Linked DNA regions of Mus musculus: region 1 is linked to region 2. The links are chromatin contacts, called in public promoter capture Hi-C maps. All regions are on one chromosome and are shown on one strand. Each heading gives the region's core, a stretch centred on a gene start, on an enhancer-like site or on the middle of the called end of the contact. The rest is flanking DNA. Distances are from core to core; before and after follow the strand shown.

Region 1 (3,088 bases), core at 122-2,621, 710 kb before region 2:
TCAGTGCTCTTAACCACTAAGCCGTTACTTTAGTTTCTAAGTGTAAATTGATCCTTGGATTTTGAGCTGTTATTTGTGCTATGCAGTACTCAGTATAGGGCATATCCAAGTCCTAGTGGGCAGATTTTTAAAGTTTTCTCCCACATATTTAAAACAAACCACAGGACATGGGATGCACCTCGAGGCCTTCCTGGCTCATGGGAGGACAAAGTGGCTGCCATGCTTCTAGCAAGCTAAAATGTCTTTTAAATACTCACGATGCTCCCCTCAAAGCTCGCCCAGATCTCAGATCAGTGGCTCTGCTACAGACAGCTGTGGCCAGCAGCATTGCCTGGGAGTTGAACTGACTGGGCAGCCTGTGCTTGAAACAGCCTGCTTTTCAGGAGAGTGAAAGCCCTTTATTTCTGATCTTGATTCTGCTCACAGTTCGTAATGCTGAGACATTGCTGGGAAAATAACTGCCACCAACTCGCAACGACGTCACCCGTTGCCTATTTTCAAAGAACGAGGCACATCTGTGCAGCTACCTTAGATGTAGTGGCAACGAGAAGCCAGGTTGTGCTGGTCACTCACTGGACAGCCACTGAGCTGGTGAATGAGTTCACATTTGTCACAGACCAGTTTTTGTCCTGGTGCAGAAGATAACCCACGCTGTTGCATCCTTCCTACAGACAGGAAGTGGGAACATATACCATTATATAGAGAAATGGCAGCTCACAGGATGCTTCTGGAAGCTCCTGCTTTGGAAGGGTGAAAAAACACTTCCAAGAGTTGGGAGTTTGGTGGCTCAGTTTTATTGTTATTGAAGAGCGGATGAGAGAACTCTGTAGTTGTAGCAGCTTGATAAAAGACTTGCTGGAGAAGCAGGCATTTACAACTGTAGGGTACCCACTTGATTCACTGTTTTAAATACTTAAGAAATGCTGACCAGATTAACATTTTCAAATGCTTCCACACTAATGTCTTTAGACTTAGGGAAACATCTGAGTACACTTGGAATATGAATAGTCCTTGGAGAGTGGGAAGTCACATTTTAAGGAAAACAGTCCTGCCCATATCGGTGTTTGTCCTTACCACAGGCCGTTCTAGAACACGGATACAGAAGTGCTATAAATGCGAACTTGAAAGTGCTAACACACCGATGGAGAGGCAGCTTAACACGTTTTTGTTGTGTGTCTACCATGTGTGCGCACGTGCCATGTTGTGGAGGCCAGAGGATGACTTTGTGGAGCAGGTTCTCCATTCCACATTTGCATAGGCTGCCCAGGTTGCTCCAGGTTTCTGTAGCACGCCTCTCTCTACCCACGAAGCCAGCCATCTTGCCAGCTCTGTTTGTCTCAGAGTTCTCAGCAGTGCTCTTAGCAGTGTGGTTAGTGCTGAGTCCCCATGCAGCCTCCGGCCTCCCTCACGGTGGTTTCTGCGGAATTCCCATTTGTTTGTCTTTGAACTTGAGACTTTCATCACCTGGGGTTCCTGTAAATTGTATTCTGGACTTTTCCCTACTTAGGGCATAAGTTAATTGAAGTTCAAATCTACTTTACAGGGTACTTTAAAAAATGTTTTCCATTTCTGCAGTTTAGCTTTTCCCCTTTCTTGATTGGAAGTAAAATGTCTTAAGAGTTTGTCTTTACCAGGTTGATAAACTGTCAGCACAGGCTCTTCCACCACATCTGGAGTAACCACTACTAATTCTTCCACCACATCTGGAGTAACCACTACTAATTCAGCATTTTCTTGGGAAGAGAGATTTTAGTTGTGATGGGGTTTTATCTAATACTGGGCATGAACCAGCTGACTTAGTTTTCTTAGTATGCAATGCATGGATGTAGTTATTTGGCTGATACTAGTAGAATTCTTTGAGGGGTACCCGCTTCCCTTTTGCTATATTTTGAAATTGTACTTATTTTATCCTAGCATTTGCTCAAAATAGATTTAATGTTCATTTTTGCATTTGGTATTCATGGAGACCCCAGCTTATAAGTTTCTACTTTTAAGAAAGTCCTCTGAAGGTAAAAACACCAAGGCACTTTGTTTCTACAGAGCCTAATGAGTTACGTCAGACCAGCCTAGTAAAAAACATTGGAAGTTACATAACCCTAACCCTTTGAGGGAATAGTCTCCTGTTTGGAAGAGCTTGTAGATGTCAGATTGACCTTTCAGGTGGCTGGGAACAGTCTGGGGGCTCTGGAAGAGCAGCCATTGCTACCTTCTGTTTTCTGAGCTGGTTTCTCTATGCATTTCTGTCTGCCCTAGATCTAACTATAGACCAGGCTGGCTTAGAACTGAGAGATCTGCCTTCCTCCTTCCAAATGGGAGTGCTGAGATTAAAGGTTATGTGCCGCCACCACACCTGGTGCAAAACTATATTTATTTATAGTCAGGTGACATGTGCAAGCAGCCAGGCCAAGCTTGCTTGATGATAGCTGACCAAAACGTTGCCTTTTTCTGGGACTCAGTAAGAAAGACAAAGGCTGCCAAGTCCTCCAGATGCCTATGTGTTTTTTACTTTGGTGTTCTACAGCCTCTGTATTGATGTGGCTATTACATTCATGTCTGACTCTTCATGACTGTAAGACTGATTTTAAGAAATCCCCAAACTCCAGCTGGTAGCAGATAGATACATCAAAGCACTTGAAACTTGTGTCTTTGAGACTTCTGCAGAAATACAAGAGTTGAGCTTTCATGTCTGGCAGACATCTCTTGCTTTCCAGCCATCCTTGAACATTGCTGAGATCTGTGACAGGGACCTGTCTGCCTCTTCAGTGGGCTGTTTGCCTAGCTTCAGGTTCTGACAACCCCCTTCACAATATTTAGCTCAGCAGAAATGTACTTCCTTAAAGGAACCCTTCCGTGAGTCCATAGTACAGGTGCCAATGCTTGTGGATTGCTAAGACACCCACACACAGGCAGGCAGAAGGACTCTGTCTGCTAACCACACACAGGCAGGCAGAAGGACTCTGTCTGCTAACCACACACAGGCAGGCAGAAGGACTCTGTCTGCTAACCACACACAGGCAGGCAGAAGGACTCTGCGTCTGCCATGAGCTTGAGGTTGTGGGTTCCCAGCTCTGTAAAGCGATGTTGGAGA
Region 2 (3,190 bases), core at 220-2,719:
TCTTTAAATGTGGTTTGCATAGTTATATCCTTATTTCTCAGTGCTTCTAATTTTTTTTTCGTTCCATAGAACGTCAACCTTTCCTCTCCCCAGCAAGGACAAGTCTAAACAGATACCAGGCTCGGCAGAGACTCATTTTCCATTTTCCATGGCAAAGACTCAGGATCTGAGCTCTAGAGCAGTCAGAGCTATCATTTGCTGTGTAGTTTTGTAAAGACAGTTTAATGTTAGGCTCTTAGTTTGCAGGAGAGCTAGCTAGCCCAAATAAAACATTATACATCTGTCTGTTGTTATGAGTGACCAACTTCAGCCGAACATTCTTCCTTAATAACAGCGGGCTTTCTTATAGAGTAAGAATGCACAGCAGCTAAAGGCAAGTGGAAATCTCCATTGGTTTACTGCCCTCAGTCTCGCATGCTCCAACATGCGAAGAACGTGGATAATAAGCATATCCTCCCATTTAAACACAGTGTGACTTGGATGCACATTGTTGTGAGATAAAAGAGGAAATTTCATGTCTTGGGAGCAGTGAGAAGAAGGCAAAGGGTGTTATGTTAACTTCCCTAAATGCGCTACCCAAAATGTTCACTTCAGGGAAGGTGTTTCTCCAACAGGCTAGCACGGGCTCACTTGCTGCTCCTGTCTAGATCAATTCAAACAGAGAAGAAGATGGGCTACCAGGGCTCTCTGTGATGCAGGAAGGAGAGACAGAGCCATGGGGGTTGTTTGATTTGAGTGTGGTGAAGTCAGTCAGACAGGAAGCATCTGGTTCAGACAGCCCAGGAGGGGACACAAGTATTTGATATATCACGTGTTTTACTTAATCAAACTGCAAACTGGGTGCAGACAGAGCTTGCAAGGAGGAAGCGTGAAGCCAACGGGATGGTGTCCCTTAATTCCCGCCTTCCTATGATGCAGTGGGAGGGTGTTTGAACGGGCAGCACTCTCTTCTCACCACGTGTCCTTAAATAAAATATATACGCAACACTTCTGATTGAGTTCCCCTAAACAATCTCTCTCATGAAGCCACTGTGTGGAGAACCTTTCATCACCCAAAAGCACCTATTTCACTTTAAGGTGACTAAGGCACAGGAAAGACCTTGTTAAATATGGTGTCTTAGTCTTCTGCCTTATGATACTTTTTTCTTTTTTCTTTTTTTAAAAAAAAAGGCAAAAAAAAAATGTGATTGTGATCTGAGTGATTAAATGGTAAGGAATGGCTCTCCATGTGATTCACCTGTCACTGGGAATGGAGTTCCTCCCGTTGTGAGTTTTCCTGGTCTTTATTACCCTAATGGGAATCGTACACCAGACAAAGGAAATGACTGACTCTTGCTTGGTTTGGAACCAAGTTATTTAAAAGTGGGACCCGTGTCCAAACGTTTCACAATCCAGTCTCACTCTTAGTCCGTGCTTTGACCACATGTCCGTGATACCGAAAGCAGAGCTCCCAGGTCTCGGAGGAGCACAGTTCACACCGACAGCCTAACATGGAAGATAGTGCACTTCAAGGACCTGGACTATGTCTGAGTCATCTGTTTCTTACACATGTGCTCACACGTGATCTCTGAGTGACGGGTGTTTTCTAATTTCAAAACACCTTCATGTTCAATCAGAATCTTAGCCCTTTGGCAGTTAGCTAATCTCCATCAGTAAATAGGGAAGCACAACACACTGAAGCCATCTGTACTTTATTAGCTGGAGGGTGGATGGCTCAATTTTGGTCGTATTAGGGTTGCCAGATAGGATATGAGATGGTCAGTTAAATTTGAATTTCAGATGGATAGCAAATACTTTTATTATAATGATGGTGATATTTAATACTTATTAATATTCATATACCAAAATTATTCCTCGTTGATCTAAAATGTTTTTATACATATTCTCTATATATGCGCCATGTAGAGATATACAAATAGCATGGCCACCTCATTTTTATTGGCTAAATATGATATTCTTTAGGGAAGAACAAAGCAGACTAGAAGTCCAAATCACGTAAAGACAAGGTTTTATATGCAGCGTTCTTAGAACACCATCCTGGTACTAGGAACTCTACAAACAAATGTAGTCATTATGGCCCTGTGGGACCAGGTACAACCTTTTCCTGCATGATTCTTAGAAACAGCCTGAAAACTGGTAATCAAGACTTTTCTTTTGTTTGCTTGGGGGACTGCAAACATGCACTACCATGCTAGGCTTGTGAAGTGCCAGGGAGTGAATCTAGGACTTAGCTCATGCTATGTGAGCATTCCCCAGCCCTGGTCTCATTTTCAACAAGTCAGTTCAGGGATTCTTAACCATTTTTTGTAATATGGTCTATTTGGGGGGGGGGGTGAGCTATAAAGACACATGGAATATAATTTTGGAGAATAAATTTTTCTTGGAATATAATTTTTAAGTAGATAAGAACAACCCGTGGAAATTACTAAAACAATATAGGAGGAACAGCGAGGCTGCCTCAGCATAAACACAGGGGGCCTCACAGTCGCAAAGACATCTCCTGCAGGAGGATCTAATTGAGGACTGCCTGAGAGACCAAAGATTGCTGGTTCAGACAACGCCAGCCAATCAGGAACTGCTGTTTAGAAGAGATACTTTCTTGGGACCAATGGGACATGGGTGGAGGGTATCAAAGGCGCTTGCAGCAGCTTTCAGACAAGCTTGCTACAATGCTTCTCACTTTTCCCTGGAGTTCATGCTGTTGATCCCCTGCTACCTCACCTCCAATCCCCAAGGGCAAGTAGGGTCAGGCAGTGGGCAGTCCAGGGCACAGGCAGCATTGCATTACTGTTGGTAAAGCACCGACCTTACATTTTTGCAAGTCATTGTGCTTCCTTTCCAGTTATCACATAAAAGCTATTGTTCTGAAGTACAGTGGACAGAAGTATACATTTAAGATCTCTGGGAAGCCAACAAAGTAGCAGTGACCTGTCTATGGCTGTTACTGTGACAGGGTCATGGTTGGAGCTAATACAGTTATGGTTTGATGTACCCATTGAGAGTAAAGAAGACAGAACCTCTACTGAGAAGTCACTGAAAATTAACATCTCTCCTCTCCTCCTCTCATCTGAGGTACTTGGCCCTCCTCAGATCTCCAGGCATGGTGGATCTGGATTTAAATTAAGCTTATACATTCTAAATGCAATAACTACGATAATGTCAACCAACCAACCTAGTCCAACCTTCTCGA

The links. Promoter capture Hi-C pulls out the DNA fragments that hold promoters and counts their contacts.
Region 1: a contact with region 2 is called in a promoter capture Hi-C map of the C10 cell line, with 2.9 times the contacts expected there. The contact joins two enhancer-like sites. A contact is called at or near these places in 3 of 39 promoter capture datasets (the C10 cell line, hippocampal neurons and pre-B cells).

Annotation. Positions count from the first base shown.
Region 1 is chr16:95,994,629-95,997,716 of GRCm38.p6, reverse strand. The region is part of intron 41 of Brwd1 (bromodomain and WD repeat domain containing 1); the gene reads left to right. Among named protein-coding and RNA genes, the nearest start is that of Psmg1, 5.2 kb to the right of the region's middle. Within about 2 kb of position 1,371, at least 8 of the 459 cell types and tissues checked have an H3K27ac peak or open chromatin away from gene starts, as enhancers often do.
Region 2 is chr16:95,281,925-95,285,114 of GRCm38.p6, reverse strand. All of the region lies in intron 2 of Kcnj15 (potassium inwardly-rectifying channel, subfamily J, member 15), which reads right to left. Among named protein-coding and RNA genes, the nearest start is that of Gm31641, 24 kb to the right of the region's middle. Within about 2 kb of position 1,469, at least 35 of the 459 cell types and tissues checked have an H3K27ac peak or open chromatin away from gene starts, as enhancers often do.